Linked DNA regions of Rattus norvegicus: region 2 is linked to region 1. The links are chromatin contacts, called in public Hi-C maps. All regions are on one chromosome and are shown on one strand. Each heading gives the region's core, a stretch centred on a gene start, on an enhancer-like site or on the middle of the called end of the contact. The rest is flanking DNA. Distances are from core to core; before and after follow the strand shown. Region 1 holds the start of Scarb1 (scavenger receptor class B, member 1). Region 2 overlaps Scarb1 (scavenger receptor class B, member 1).

Region 1 (7,970 bases), core at 2,979-5,478:
CAGACACACCAGAGAAGGGCATCAGATCCCATTACAGATGGTTGTAAGCCACCATGTGGTTGCTGGGAATTGAACTCAGGACCTCTGGAAGAGCAGTCAGTGCTCTTAACCACTGAGCCATCTCTCCAGCCCAGCTTAAACCTTTTTTTAAAGATTTATTTTATTCATTATATATAAGTATATTGTGGCTGTCTTCAGAGGGCATCAGATCCCATTACAGATGGTTGTGAGCCACCATGTGGTTGCTGGGATTTGCACTCAGGACCTCGGAAGAGCAGTTCAGTGCTCTTAACCACTGAGCCATCTCTCCAGCCCTGCTTAAACCTTTAAAACGTGTTTTACATTTGTTTATTTTGTTTCCTGATGTAGCCCTGGCTAAGTAGACCAGGCTGCCCTTCCGCTCCCAGAAATCCACCTGCCTCTGCCTCTCGGTGGTAGCATAAAGAGTGTACACCACCAGGCCTGGCTACACGCATTCATTTTGTGTATATGAACCTTGGGGGTCAGAGGTTAACTTGAGGGAGTGAGTTCTTGACTTCTACTGAGTAAGGTCCTGGGGGTTGAATTTAGTTCGTCAAGCTTGGCAACCAATGCTCTTTGTTCACGGAAGCATCTTGTCAATCCGAGTGCTTCATTTTTTTTTAATCCAGTACCTGCTGGGCGGTTTGCTAGGCGTGGTTCTGCTAGGTGCCAGGGAATACACTGCTACTCAAAAAGGACCCACTTCCGGGATGGAGCAATAGCTCAGTGGTTAAGAGAGCTCGCTGGGGGTGGGGGGTGTAGTGGGGGAGGATGGAGAGGGGAACACCCATATAGAAGGGGATGGGGAGGGGTTAGGGCGGGATGGAGCAATAGCTCAGTGGTTAAGAGAGCTCGCTGTGGGGGGTGGGGTGGGGGTGTGTAATGGGGGAGGATGGAGAGGGGAACACCCATATAGAAGGGGATGGGGAGGGGTTAGGGGGATGTTGGCCCGGAAACCGGGAAAGGGAATAACAATTGAAATGTAAATAAGAAGGCTGGAGAGATGGCTCAGTGGTTAAGAGCACTGACTGCTCTTCCAGAGGTCCTGAGTTCAAGTCCCAGCAACCACATGGTGGCTCACAACCATCTGTAATGAGATCTGATGCCCTCTTCTGGTGTGTCTGGACAGCTACAGTGTACTTATTTATAATAAATCTTAAGAAAAAGAAATGTAAATAAGAAATACTCAAGTTAGGGGTTGGGGATTTAGCTCAGTGGTAGAGCACTTGCCTAGGAAGCGCAAGGCCCTGGGTTCAGTCCCCAGCTCCGAAAAAAAGAAAAAAAAAAAAAAAAGAAATACTCAAGTTAATAAAGAAAAAAAAAAAAAAAAAAAAGAGCGCTCGCTGTTGTTGTGGAGAATCTGAATTTGGTTCCGGGCACCCACACGGTGGCTCACAACTGCCTGTAACTTCAGTTTCGGGAGATCTGTCACCCTTTCCTGGCCTTGTGAAACTGTACAAATACACAAGATTTAAAAAAAAAAATCACCAAAAAAAAAAAAAAAAAAAAACCCAGCCTCCCTCTCTAGAGCGATAAATAAAACCATTTCAACTGAACAGAACACTCTCTTTTCTTTCAATTTAAATTTTATCAATTATTGTTATTGTGTATGGGATAGCCATGGCACCCGAGTCTGTTCTGTGCATCCAGCATGGGTTCTTGGACTCCAACTCAGGTCTTCAGGCTTGTGTGCCAGTGTCTTTACTTGATGAGCCACCTCTCCAGCCCTTTTCTTTGGCTTGAGATAGGACTTCATATAGCCCAGGCTGGCCTTGAGCTCCTGTTTCTCTTACCTCTCCCTCCCAAGTGCTGGGATCAAAGGCACCCACCACCATACCCATAAAGACCCCCATTTTCAACAAATCGGACTTGAAGCCTTCTTTCATAAAACTTGTCAGAGGAGGATCTAGAGAATTCCTTCACATGGTGGATAATCACAGCTTTGAAAACCCAGTCCTAGGCTGGAGAGATGGCTCAGTGGTTAAGAGCACTGACTGTGCTCTTCCAGAGGTCCTGAGTTCAAATCCCAGCAACCACATGGTGGCTCACAATCATCTGTAATGGGATCTGATGCCCTCTTCTGGTGTGTCTGAAGACAGCTATAGTGTACTTATATAATAAATAAATAAATATTAAAAAAAAAAAACCAACAACCCAGTCCTGCCCATCTGAGATGATATCAGACCAGATCCTTAGCTCTCCAGAATGCTGCTGCCCCATTCGACTCCTCCTGGGTCACATAGAATGGCCCAGTAGTGACATCAGGTAACCCTAGGCTAAAGAACATGGGCTACCCATGAAAACCTAGAAAGGCTCCTCTCAGGGACCACCAAGTAGGTTCTGGAGAAACTTCCAAGCCCCGACCTCCGTCAGGAGCATGAAGAGGGAGCAGGTTCAGAGGAACCTGGGCTGTGAAGACTCCCACTCAGGAGTCCTGAGGCCCCTCTGCCCCCCTCACACCCTCCTCTGTAGAGCTTAAAGCCTGTTGGTAGCTCATCAGCCTTTGAACCTGGAAGGTGCAGGTGTAACACAGTTGTGGTTCTAAGGTCCCACCCACCTCTGCTCCTTGGACCACTGAACCCCTAGCCTCCTTTCTGTGTCTGTGTGTGTACACATGTTTGTGTGGGTGTACCAGAATGTGCTGTTCGAGACAGAATATACCTACTGGGTACCGGGTCTCACTGGTCAGAGAAGTCTGGCTGGCCATCCGGCTAGAGCTTGTTTTTGTCTTAGACTTACTTGTTTTATGTATGCAATTGTCTTTCCTGCATGTATGTCTGTGCACCAGGTCAGAGGAGGGCATCGGATCCCCTGGAACTTAAGTTCCATCCATTAAGGATGTTGTGTACTGTTGTGCGGGTGCTGGGAATTGAACCCAGGTCTTCTGCAAGAGCAGCCAGTGCTCTTAACCACTGAACCATGTCTATCGATGTGTATTTCATCATATAAGTACACTATAGTTGTCTTCAGACACCAGAAGAGGGCATCAGATCTCATTACAGATGGTCGTGAGCCACCATGTGGTTGGTAGGATTTGAACTCAGGACCTCTGGAAGAACAGTCAGTGCTCTTAACTGCTGAGCCATCTCTCCAGTCCTCCAGCTTACTCTTGTGTGTCTGGTGGAATCTGTCAGGGCTGGAAAGATGACTTGGCTGTTTCTGCAGAACTTACTAGGTGTTGAGTAAATCCTGACTCTGGGTCATGTTGCTGAAGGTGGTTCCCAAGAGGAGACCTTCTGGGTTTTAACGGGAGCTAGGACTCAGTTTTGACAGGTGTGGGGCTGGGTTTTCTCAGCTGCATATCTATCCTTTGTGTCCTGAGTGGGAAGCAGGCCGCCTTGCCCTCACTGAGGAAGTTACCCTATGTCTCTGTTTTTTGGCTGTAACAGGGAGTGCTTAGAGTTAAAGGCTCTGGCTGTGGGCTGGGAATGAACTAACTGGGCACTGGGCAGGGCAGGGCAGGGCAAGACAGAGTCCCCACCACCCTGCAGGTATCCTGAGTGGGGCTTAAGGCCAAAGAACGCAGAACTGAGTTCAGCTGAGCTGGTGGCTCTGGGTGATAAGGAAGAGTCAGCAGGGAGCATAGTGGCCCGGCATCCTGATAAGCCCCTCAAACACCTTCCTGGATGGAATCAGGGGCCCAGCGTGTGTCTGGGGCCTGGAGTTTTGAGTGGAGGGTGTGCTTAAGGCCTCGAGGGACACGGAATTCTGAGCAAAGGGTGTGCGAAGGTCCTGGGAGACACGGAATTCCGAGGGGACAGTGCATCAAGGCCGCGAGGGACACAGAATGGAGAATGTGCAAAAGCCCAAAGGGATACGGAGTTCCGAGTGCAGGGAATGCAAAAGGTCCCGAGGGATACGGAATTGAGTGGAGGGTGTGCATGGCCCGGAGGCTGGCCCTGGCGACTGCAATTGATGCAGGGGAGCGGGAGGCATTGGCAGGAGTCGGAAGAGAGAAGAGGTGGCAGGAGCGGGGTGTAGCGGATGCAGACGGTGCCAGGGACTTCTGCCCTCTGTGGTGAGCGCATCGGTTCCCACCTAGGCCAGCGACAAGAGCAGGAAGCGTGGGGGAAACACACAGCGGATATACAGACCCTGCAAGAGCTTGGAAAGCCCAGCACTTCGGAGGGGCGGCTCCCGACATAGGCCACGCCCACGCCTCACCATCAGAGCACCGCCCACTCCCCGCCTTTTCCCACCCCTAGCCGGAATCCCGCGCCGAACACGGGGGCGGGCTGCCCGGGCCATGGCGCATAAAACCTCTGGCCACCTGCAGGGCTACTGCTGCTCTGGCCACTGTCAGGCACACACCTTGCTGCTCGGTTTCTGTCATCTCTGTGGCCTCCGTCGCCTCTGTCGCCGTCCCCTTCAGGTCCTGAGCCCAGCGACTCTCGGCCGCGCACGCGGACATGGGCGTCAGCTCCAGGGCACGCTGGGTGGCCTTGGGGCTGGGCGTTCTAGGGCTGCTGTGTGCTGCGCTCGGCGTTATCATGATTCTCATGGTGCCCTCGCTCATCAAGCAGCAGGTGCTCAAGGTGAGTGAAGGGTCCTGGGGTGAGGAGGATCGGGACGCAGGATGGGACGGTGGTGCTACCTTCTCACCACCTGAGAGGCCCAGGCTCACCCCAGAGCCTTGGAGGTCTGAGTCACTAGCGTCCCAGGGGCCTGATCCTCACTGAAGCAGAAGTGTGGCCTGGCCCTTCAGCACACACCGACTGGTGACTGGACCTAGTAACCTCAAGAGCTGTGCTAAACCCCAGTACATCTGTGAGGCTTCTAAGGGCGCCCAGTTCTCTGGGTGCTCTGCCTGTTTCCTCCCGCCTAGATGCCCCAAAGATGCCCTGGGTCGCCCCCACACTGCCAGCCAATCTCGAGAGTTAAGCAGCTTTCTGCTCCCACGCACTGGCAGAGGCAGACACTACTCGGGTCTGCCGAGGGCAGGCAGCCGGGCCTCTCCCTTGATCTCAGCCCTAGGCCCTGTTTTGCCCTTTCAACCGGGGACCGATATTAGGCGGGCGGTGCCGGTCCAGCTACAGACTCTGCCCTGGGATCCGGTGTCCTCCGAATGAGCCCAGAGCTCATTAAGTAAGTCCTGGAGATTACCGAGTAAAAAAATCTCCAGTGTTTTTTCTGACATGCTGAGTTCCCACGGAAGGGGAAACGGAGGCTGGCCTTCAGGGAACAACCAGTTCGAACTGGACCTGGGATCCCCAAGAAGCTGTTGTCACAGGATTGACTGACATCTCACCTCTTAGCGGGTTTGTTTACTGGGAGTTTAAGAATGGCTTCATGTACTGTGTCCCATTGCCCGCTGAAAGGAGGGAATGAATGAGGGATACTCCCTCTTTGGCTGGCCGCCACCTCCCAGGTCCTGGCTGGTCTTCCGGATGGAGCCACAGGTGGCTTTCCTGGAGTTGTGATGGGCATTTCTAAGTCCTCTTGGCCACACTGACATATCTATTGCTTTGGATTTTCAACTCCTGTACGTGAAGATTATAGTTGCCAAGAAGTTCCAGCGTCCCAGGAGTTATGGTGTCTTGGGTGGAGGGAAGATCATTCTTGTTGGAGCATCCGAACTGCTCTGGGCCTTTCTGTTAGGGCCAGCAAAGTAGCGGTGACAGCATCATCTCAGTAGGAGCCCTTGGTTTCAGTCAGGACCTGGCCATGTGTACCCGTCACGTGTACTGGGCTTCCTGCTCAGCCAGCCTGTAGTGGGTAGAGTGAGCAGGTGTCCCCTGTTCTCCTGTTTGGGGGTGAGGAGGAATCTGAACTGGTTCCTTCCCCAGATTCCTCTCTGGACTGTTTTCTTATTTTCAGTTGGCACAGAGACTAAAGATGTTGGGGGTGGGGAGGGGTTGAGGGGGTGGGGAGGGTGGGATGTGTGGGTGAGTGATAGCGTTGGTACCGTGCCTGCCTCTTCGATCAGTCAGGGTCCCATCTGAGCTGGGCTTGAGAAGGGAAAACCACGTCTGACTGAGTTGCCCCATAGCTGGAAGCTTGGAGGTTTACCGTTTGAGCTAGCGGCTTCCAGAACCCTACTTATGAAAATCCCAAAGGCGATTGGTTGGGGGCTGAGTGGCGTGAAGGAAGGAAGACAGAAAGACACGCCTAGCCCAAGACAGCCTCTTCTTAGAGGCCCCGGTGGCTGGAGCGGAGCCGACCTCTTGAGGGAGGAAAAAAAGCTCACTTCAGGAGAAGGCAGGAGGGTAGCAGTGGAGGGGAGCAGGGAGGGACCCTGGAGTTGACTTTGGACACTTTCCTTCTGTGCTACTTGAATGGAAGCCTTGTCTTTTAAATGTTCACATTTTATTTATTTTTTTTTTAAGTTAAAGAAGTTGATGTATGAAAGGGAGGGATACTTAGTTGTTTAAGGGGGGAAAATCAGGACTAGGGGTGTAGCTTATTGGTAGAGGACTTATCCAGCACACGGCAGGCCTTGGGTTCCCTGACACACACACACACACACACACACACACACACACACACACACACACACACACACCACACAGAGTGGGGAAGGGGGAGAGGAGAGGGAAGGGGGAGAGGGAGGGAGGGGGAGAGAGAAAGAGAGAGAAGAGAGAATTTGCTCTTTCTTCTGATGTTATTCTTTTTTTTTTTTTTTACATAAGTATATTTGTGTAGGTCAGCAAATCTCCTTCCTTACAGATAGGGTCTCTCGATGAACTAGACAGCTATTCCCCTGTCTCTGGGGTTATATAGGTGCACTCTCGATGATGCCCGATACTGTATGTACTGCCAGGAGTTTGAACTCAAGTCCTCATGCTTGCCTAGCAAGCGCTTTGCCCACTGAGCCAGCTCCCCAGCTCTAATGGACATCTTTTACAAAACCTGTGCTTTTCCTTTTTTCCTTCCTCCCTTCTTTCCTTCCTTTCTCTTGTGTCATGGTCTCACTACATAGCCCAGGAACTCAGCATGTAGCCCAGGCTGGCCTCAAGCTCACGGAGATCCACCTACCTCTGCCCAGTATTAGGATTAAAGGTGTATGCCATGCCTGGCTTAAATACAGTGTGTGTGTGTGTGTGTGTGTGTGTGTGTGTGTGTGTGTGTGCGTGTGCCTGCACGCACAGGCACCGCACTCATATACCTGTACGAATAGGCTTACCACACATGTCAAGATCAGAGTCTTTTTTTTTTTTTTTTGGAGCTGAGGACTGACTCAGGGCCTTGCACTTTCTAGGCAAGCGCTCTACCACTGAGCTAAATCCCCAACCCCCTGTAGAGTGTCTTCTTCAGGGTCTCTGCACTTTATTATTTTTTTTTCCCTTTTTTTCCGGAGCTGGGGACCGAACCCAGGGCCTTGCGCTTGCTAGGCAAGCGCTCTACCACTGAGCTAAATCCCCAACCCCACCTTATTTTTTTGAGACAGGCTCTCCCATTTAAATATGAAGTGTACCTTCTCTGCTAGACACTGGACGACGGGTCCCTGGGATCTGCCCCTTTCTACCTGCTTTGGTGCCAGGGTTCCAGATAGGAACCAGACAAACTCAGCATCTTTTTCTTTTTTATGAGACAAGGCTTCTCTGCATGGCCCTGGCTGTCCCAGAACTCCCTCTGTAGACCAGGCTCTCCCTGCCTCCCAAGTGCTGACACTAGAGACATATGCTACCAACACTGGCTCTGTGTTGAGCTTTTGTTCAGGTTCTGAGAATCAGAACTCAGATCCTCTAGCAAGCACTTTACCCACTGGGCTATCTTCCCAGCCCCATTCAAAGGTATTTTTTTTTTTTTTTTTTGCTTGACTGGGATAGCATGCCAATCTGTTACTGCCTTTCCCCCCCTTACTGTGTTGTTATTCCTTTGTTTACTGGTTCCTCTGTTGTCCGGCCATGTCTTTGTCTCAGGCTACAGAGAGCACATACCCTCCTGTGTGAAGCCAGGAACACTTGCATGGTGGGATTGATCCTTAGCCTGTGGACCCACAGGTGCCC
Region 2 (7,970 bases), core at 3,386-5,885, 69 kb after region 1:
CTGTCCGTGTGTGTGTGTGAGATGCTGGGGATTGAAGGCAGGGCCTTTTACTTAGTCTGTTCCTCCTCTGAGCATCGCCCCCTAGCACCCTGAGACTTTCTCAAATGCTGGGGTGCTGGGGGCAGGGCTACTGGCTTTGGTCCAAGGAGAAGACGCCTCCCTGCAGTTTCCTTCCCTGCCACTAGGGGAGGGGTGGGGTTTGCAGGGCAGGGGCGCCCAGTGCTCTTCTCCCTGCCTTCCATTCATTTTCCCAAGTTGGGAAGTCTTCTCGACTCGGAGTCTCTCGACTTACCTCAGCCATCTTTTCCTGTTCTGTATACCCTTTCCCCAACACCCTACTGTCCCTAAGGCCCAGTGGCCACCATTACAGCAGTCTGGTGAGATGGTGTTTCTTACCTCTATGAACAACAGCCAGTTTTAACAGCTGTCCCTGGCCTGTCCTGAGACAGCATTTTATTTATTTATTTATTTATTTATTTATTTATTTTTTTGGTTCTTTTTTTCGGAGCTGGGGACCGAACCCAGGGCCTTGCGCTTCCTAGGTAAGCGCTCTACCACTGAGCTAAATCCCCAACCCCTTGAGACAGCATTTTAAACATGTCCTCCTGTGGACAGACATTTAGGCCCATCCTAGTTTCTCTGTGTGACAGTGTTATCTACCTACTCCGGACTCTGTTCTGTCCTCCTCTCTGTAACGGGCCAGTCTCTCTGGCCTCCGTTTCCCCATCTCTAAAGGGGGACAACGGAACCCAGAGATCTACATGACTGAGGAGTCCCCGTGTATAGGGGGCGGCATCTCTGGGTTCATGGCAGACAGTGCTGGGGTGGTGAAGTGTTTTCTGTGCTGGTGGGATAAGGGGTTAGGCAGGGCAGGGCTAGGTGACAGGCCAGTGACTCAGCTTCTTTTTTTCTCCACAGGGCCCAGAAGACACCACGAGCCCCCCAAACCTGATAGCTTGGTCAGACCAGCCGCCCAGTCCCTACACCCCACTTCTCGAGGACTCTCTCAGCGGACAACCCGCCAGTGCCACGTCCTGAGCCCCCAGATGTCACACTGTCCACACGGCACATAGTGTGCGGAAACACTCAGGGACCAGGGACAGACCCGCTGCTGAGTAGAGCCTGTTGGGCCACAGGCGACCTCTTCTAAGTGACCTGTGAGCCAGGCTGTGGGAACTGTAGCTGCCCCTCCTGTAGGAGCTGGCGCCGCCGGGGCTCCTGACTTTCTCCGTCTTTCTCCAGCAGGCTGAAAGCCTTAGTTCCCACAGAGGACACAGATCTGTCACTCCTAGGGGCTGGGCAAACATCGGCCTCTTGCGTCACGGCTGGACAAGCAGTTCCAGATCCTGACCAGTCTGCACACACACTCTGGCGCTGTATCTGGCCCTTCTCCTACAGTCTCTGCTGTCACCTGAACACTGAATTGGCCACTGTAAGTGGCAGCGGTGGCAGGCCCCCTCAGGGTCCTTATTTTTCAGGCGTGGGGTCAAAGAGAGAGGTGTGGGCCGTCTACCCCTGGCACCTAGTATATCTCACCAGAGGGTAGGGTATACAGAGGCCCAGCGTCCCACAATCGACCCCTTTTTTTCTACTGGAAGAGAAATTTTATCGTCTTTTGAAAGAAAGTCATGACTGAAGCAATAAACCTTTTCACAAATTCAACACTGGCTTCTGTGACTGTTTTCTGGGCAGGGCTGGGGCTCCAGGATCCAGGCCACGACTGCCAACGTGTCTCCTGGTGTGAGGCCAGCACCGACCAGCCGCAAGTCATTTTTCCACCTCAAACCTAATGTACGTGGCTTGGGTGCACCAAGACAGGCCACCTCTGTCGTTCCTCTGTCCCATGGGGTCCCCTGGGCCTTCCTATAGTCAGGGTTCAAGGCCAAAGCACCCTTGTTACCCAAGTAACAAACCTGGGGAGTGTGGGGGGAAAGGGTTGGAAAGAAGGGTCTATCTAAGTTTTGTCCCAAGTTAAAGCAGGAATTCTCCCTGGTGTCCCTGTTTTAGAATAAAATCGTGTTTTACCCTCAAGGGACCCACTAGGAACTGGGCAAGAGGTTTTTACTGTGAACATTAAAAAATACATAGATGGGGCTGGAGAGATGGCTCAGCAGTTAAGAGCACTGATTGCTCTTGCAGAGGTCCTGAGTTCAAATCCCAGCAACCACATGGTGGCTCACAACCATCTGTAATAGGATCCGATGATTTTTCCAGTGTGTCTAAAGATAGCTGCAGTATACTCCCATACATAAAAAATAAATAAATCTTAAAAAAAATACATAAGACACTCTGGTTGCAATGGTCTGCACCCCCTTGCTTTCTTAGAAAAAAATTATTATTGTGTGTGGGTCCATGCCATGGCACAGATGTGTAGGTCAGAGGGTGACCTGCAAGAATTGGTTCTGTCTTCACCATGTGGATCCTGGGAGGTGAGGGGGGGGTGTTGAACTCAGTTCCTCCAGTTTGGCAGCAAGCTCCTCAACCCGCTGAGCCATCTCGCTGGCCCTGCACTTCTTCTTCAACTGGCACTGCTTACTTCCTGCCCTAGAGCCATTGAAAGTTTTCTTCTACCTCATATTATTCACTCCATTATGCTGTGGGACACAAACCTCTACGTGAAGCTAATATTTTTTTTTGTTTTGTTTTGTAAGACAGGTTCTACCTTTGTTAGGAAAAGTTGGGCTGGAACCTGTCATCCTCTTGCCTCTCTGCCCCAAATGCTGGGATGGCAGGCATACCCCCACCATATCCAGATTTCTTTTCTCCAAGACAGGGTTTCTCTCTGTAGCCCAGGCTGTCCTAGAACTCACTCCATAGACCAGGCTGGTCTCGAACTCACAGATCCACCTGCCTCTGCCTCCTAAGTGCTGGGATTAAAGGTGTGCACCAGATTTATTATTTCTATGACTGGGGATAAACAGCCTTTCTGTGCTACTCAGGTTGGTTGGGAACTTCTGGGCTCAAGGAATCTTCTGGCCTTATCCTTCTGCATGGCTGGGACCAGAGACATGCACCTCTGCCTGGGTTCCTTGTGACTTTCCTGGTCTGGTTTCTGTGCCTGCTTCTATTGCACCACAGACAGAGGGCAGGAGGACTCAGGCAGACACCCATGCTCAGGAGTCTGGAGGCTCAGGAAGGTTGGGTCAGGCTGGCTGGGGTTCTGGGGATGTTTGTCCCCTGCCCTGCAGGTGTCTGTGTCTTACATGGCTGCTTTTTTTTTTTTTTCTTTTTTCTTTTTTTCGGAGCTGAGGACCGAACCCAGGGCCTTGCGCTTGCTAGGCAAGCGCTCTGCCACTGAGCCAAATCCCCAACCCCTTTACTTGGCTTTTATAGGTGTGTGGAAACTCAACTCTGGCCTGGGACCTCCCTCCACCTTAATCTGTTACCAGCAAACAGAGCCCCATGCGGTCAGATCTCCTTTCACTGGGTAAGGGACTAAACACATTCAGCCCCTAACAGGACACCCCACTCTAGTCACTAGGTCTGGCCTCATTAGCCTGTCATGTTTTGCTGACTGTGGACATTGTCTCGGGCGGCCTTTTCTGCCACACGTAGTTTATGAAGTTTCCCTGCACACAGAATGGAAGAATCTATGTGCTTCTGTGAGTTTTAATGCATGGTCCTATCTGAGGACCCACTGCTCAAGTGTACACAGAGTAGGGACTGGAACTGGAGTTCAGTGGGCAGACTGTTCACCTAGCGGGCAAAAAGCTTTGGGATAGATCCCCGGCATCGAATGAACTGCGGGCAAAGGTGTGAGGTAGAGGCAAGAAGATCAGAAGTTCAAGGTCATTTCGAGCTACATCACAAGTTCAAGACCAGCCTGAGGCTATGTAAGAACTGGTGGAAGAAGAAAGTGGGGGAGGAGGGGGGAGGAGGAAGAGGAGGAGAAGGAGGAGGAGGAGGAGGAGGAGGAGGAGGAGGAGGTGTTGTGATGGTGTGATGGCACAATCCTTTAATCCCAGCACTCAGAAGACAGAGGATCTCTGTGAATTCGAGGCTAACTCGGTTTACACAGCAAGGTACAAGCCAGCTAGACTATGTAGTGAGATTCCCTCTTAAATAAAAACAAAACAACCCCCCCCCAAGCCAAAAGTAGTGAGGTGGTGGTAACATTCTTCTAATCCCAGAACTCCAGAGGCAGAGGCAGGTGGATCTCTTGAGTTCAAGGCCAGCCTGGTCTACAGAGTGAGTTCCAAGATGGCCGGGGTTACACAGAGAAACCCTGTCTCAAAACCAAAACAAAACAAAACAAAACAAAACAAAACAAAACAAAGCAGAGCAGAGCAAAGCAAAGCTTGAGGTTCAAGTTCCACTTCCCCAGCGCTACCTCCCCACCTCTATATACACACTGACCTTCCTCTCAGTGTGTAACATTTGGCAGCAGGCAAGCTCTGTCTGTTCCAAATATTCTCAGAAGGAACCAGGCAGCGGGGCGCCTGTCCAGTTGGCTGCGGGGACGCCTCCCCTGCAGAGCAGTACGCAGGGATCGGATGGCTGCCACCTATTGTCAGCCGTCAATCACCCGGGTATTTTTACCCTGTGGACCGGCACACCCACTGATCTCTCTCCACATTTATAGAAAGCCAGAGAATGGAAATAACCCGCTTGCAAAAGCTGGTTGCCCAATCTGCAGCCTTCTGGGAACTAGTGTGGGAAGGCTCCCCCATGGGTGTGTGTGTAGAAGAGGTCTGTGCTGTGCGGAGGCCCCAAAGCCCCAAAAGGGAACAGCCGCTTATAGCGCCCCCTGCTGGCTCCTGGAAAAGGATCCTTTTGGTTTGGGCTTGGGCGCGCGCTCTCTCTCTCCCTCCCTCTCTCTCTCTCTCTCTCTCTCTCTCTCTCTCTCTCTCTCTCTCTCTCTCTCTCTCTCTCTCTCTCTCTCTCTCTCTCTCTCTCTCTCCCTCCCTCCCTCCCTCCCTCCCTCCCTCCCTCTCTCTCAGGACTCGGACTCACATCCTTGTGTTTATTTCCACGTTATTAGCTGAGCTATCCCTCCAGCCCCTCCTCTTTTGTTTTTGTTTTTGTTGTTTGTTTTCTGTTTTGTTTTTGTTTTTTGAGACAGGATTCTTCTGTGTAGCCAGGCTGGCCTTGAAGTCAGAGATCCACCTGTGTCTGCCTCCCAAGTGCTGGGATCAAAGGCATTCGCCACACCTGGCTTCAAGAATTAAATTTTCAAAGAGGAAGAAGCCATGTGTCTGTGAGATGCTGGGCCTAGTTTGCCCAGAATTCTATGTTCATGTGACACACAGCCCTTAAACCTGCAGGCCCTTCAGTATCCAGTAGCTCCTAGTTCTCGGAGGATGCTCTGTACACTGTCACCACCTCCTATGCTACCAATGGAGGGTGTGTCACCTCGATCATCTCCTGCCTCACCCAGGCCTCACTTTCATCAGCTACCCTATCCCTAGTTCTCCTGCCTCCTATGGGAAGCCCTCCGTGCTGGTAAATTAAAGATGTCAACTTGACACAACGTAGAATCACTTGGGAAGAAAGGGTGAGGGAGAGAGAATCCCTCAGAGAGGAACTACACAGATCAAACTGGTCTCGGGGGGCCCATGTGTGAGTATTTGCCTTGATCGTTAATTAAAGTGGGAAGATTCACCCCGACTGTGGGCGGTGCCATTCCCTAGGCCGGGTCCTGACCTGTGTAAGAGTGAAGAAAATTAGCTGAGCATGAGCAAGCAGGCACCATGGGTGTGTCCCATTTCCTCTCTGCTCCTGACTGTGGATGTGATGTGACTCACTGCCTGAGTCCCTGCCTGTACCTCCCCGGAATAATAGACTTGAAACTGTAAGTGAAATGTCCCTTGTTTCTCCATGCTACTCTTGTCACAGAGATAGAAATGAAACTAGGATGCCCCCACCCGACCCGTGATAACTGCTCACTCAGTTTTTTCACCTCAGCACCCCTACAGTGCTTTTGTACCCCAGTTGATGCCAGGATGCTATGGAATCTTAACTCTGGTTGTTGGAGTACGGCCCCTGCCTCCAGCCCTGGCATTGTGATGGAAACTCTGGTATGTGACCCTGGAGCACGTCAACTTTTTCAGGAAATATCTGCCCGGAGCCCGCTGTGTGCTTGGCACCAGGGTCCTGGGGTGGGGTGCAGGTCTCCGGAGTCGCCCAACCAACACCCTTCCTCTCAGATGGTTTTGCTCTCCTGCTGCTTCTTTTAAGGGGCACGGCCGAGTCCCAGACCCGAGCAACCCCCACCCCTTTAAGACAGTGCACCCAAGAGGCAGTGACAGAAGCCTCGGGAATTCAGGGAATAAATGAGGTACACAAGAAGGTAGAGCCAGCCTGGGCTGCATGAGACTATTGTTAGGCAAATCAAAATGGAGCCAGACTCCTTGGTGTCAGCCCGGCATTCATGAGGCTGAAGCCAGGGGATCGTGAGTTCTAGGACAATTTGGGCTGAAGGTGAAGCCCACCTCAGGAAAAGAAAAAAAAGCAATGAGCGAAAGCCAGAGCCTCTGCAGGGGGTGGAACAGCCAAGGAGGTGGGTGGAACCTCTGCCTGCATTCGCGTTCACCACACCGTCGTGTTTTGATCTGTCCCTGGAGTATGTGGGACGGTCGGCCAGGCCGCTCCTGGCTCTCATAGGCAGCCTGGGCTTCCACTTCTGTTCTTCCCAGGAGTCTTTCTGAGATTTCGTCTGCTACAGCTTGTCCTTAAACACGTAGGTAGCTTTTCCCTATTCTGAAGACAACCCCCTCAACCCGCATCCAGTTAAAAAGAAAAAAAAAAATCCAGGACCGACTTCTGTGCAATTCCAGAACTGACCACTGGAGGGCGGGTTGCACACAAAGGATGACGCGTGGCGTCTGTAAGGTTGGCCAGTGTCCCTCGGTTCTTGGGAGGTGGAAACCCCGTCATTAACTATCCACAGACTGATTCGGGGATGGGCAACCTTAAGGAATTTTATTTTATGAGTGTTCCAGAGCGCCTCTCCCACGCCAGAAATATTTCTTTCTTAATCTTTAGAATTTGAAAGGGTCTTAACACTAAGAGGCTTGTTCAGGAGCCCCGAAACTAAAACCCAGGGCTCATGATTAGGACTTGGGCCGTGAACAGCAGTGTGGTGCAGACCTCAACAGGCTGAAGCAGGGCAACGATGAATTTGAAGCCAACCTGGGTTACATAGCAATTACTTATTTACGAAATAAATAAGAAATAAAAAGGGGCGTGTGGGCAGTCACTCCAGAGATGGGACTACAGTGAGAACGCTGGGATGCCCAGCTTCCAGGAAGCAACTATTAGGCACCTGCTGTGTGCGGAGCACTTTTCACTCTGAGGAAATGCTTAGATTCTCTCATTCAGCAAGTGACCCCGTGACTTTCTGTGTGTTGGGATCCTGCGGGGCTGAGTTCCCTAGAAGGAGAGAGCATGAGGCAGAGACTGCTGGCTAAGGGATGCCCCTGGGGAGAGGGAGTGGGCCCAGTAGCCAAGGGCAGTTGGGCAATAAAGGTTGTGGGAATAGCAAGCAGGAGCATGGAATAGCTTGAAGCAGATGTAGGTACAGAGAATGGCCACCAGGGGTCGCTGTGGTTCTAGTCAGGAAGCCGACAGCATACTCAACTACTCCAGGCTTCTGAGGCAGTTTTGAGACGGAGGAGGAACATCTATTTTTCGAGGCTCTGGACATGTTAAGAGTGAAAAACAAACAAACAAAAACAATGTAACAAACCCGGGCTGCATAAGGTCTACAGTTGGATATGTTTGCATTTAAAAGGCTATCCCCACTTTTCCTCTGACCCTTTTCTCTCTCTCCTCTTTCCCCTCCCCCGCTCTCTCTCCAAGTGTTCTGGGTCGGCCTCTTCCTCTCTCTCTCTCTCTCTCTCTCTCTCTCTCTCTCTCTCTCTCTCTCTCTCCCTCCCCCCCCCTCTCTCTCTCTCTCCTCCCTTCTCAACGCCCCTTCACATGCCCCTCTCCCATGCCTTCAAGTAAACTCTCTATTACACTTAAAAAAA

Evidence for each region. Hi-C and Micro-C count contacts between places; a contact is called where the count stands out from the background.
Region 2: a Hi-C map of liver shows a contact between it and region 1, with 2.0 times the contacts expected there. The contact joins the enhancer-like site here to the promoter of Scarb1 in region 1. A contact is called at or near these places in 2 of 12 Hi-C or Micro-C datasets (hepatocytes and liver).

Annotation. Positions count from the first base shown.
Region 1 is chr12:36,953,268-36,961,237 of GRCr8, forward strand. It overlaps Scarb1 (scavenger receptor class B, member 1), which reads left to right and starts at 4,229. Exons shown (of 13, transcript NM_031541.2): 1 at 4,229-4,556. The coding sequence starts at 4,431.
Region 2 is chr12:37,022,321-37,030,290 of GRCr8, forward strand. It overlaps Scarb1 (scavenger receptor class B, member 1), which reads left to right. Exons shown (of 13, transcript NM_031541.2): 13 at 919-1,662. LOC120095963 (a long non-coding RNA gene) reads right to left here. Exons shown (of 3, transcript XR_005491951.2): 3 at 6,895-7,637. Among named protein-coding and RNA genes, the nearest start is that of Scarb1, 69 kb to the left of the region's middle. Within about 2 kb of position 4,636, at least 35 of the 93 cell types and tissues checked have an H3K27ac peak or open chromatin away from gene starts, as enhancers often do. A contact at or near this core is called in hepatocytes and liver, where this site is marked.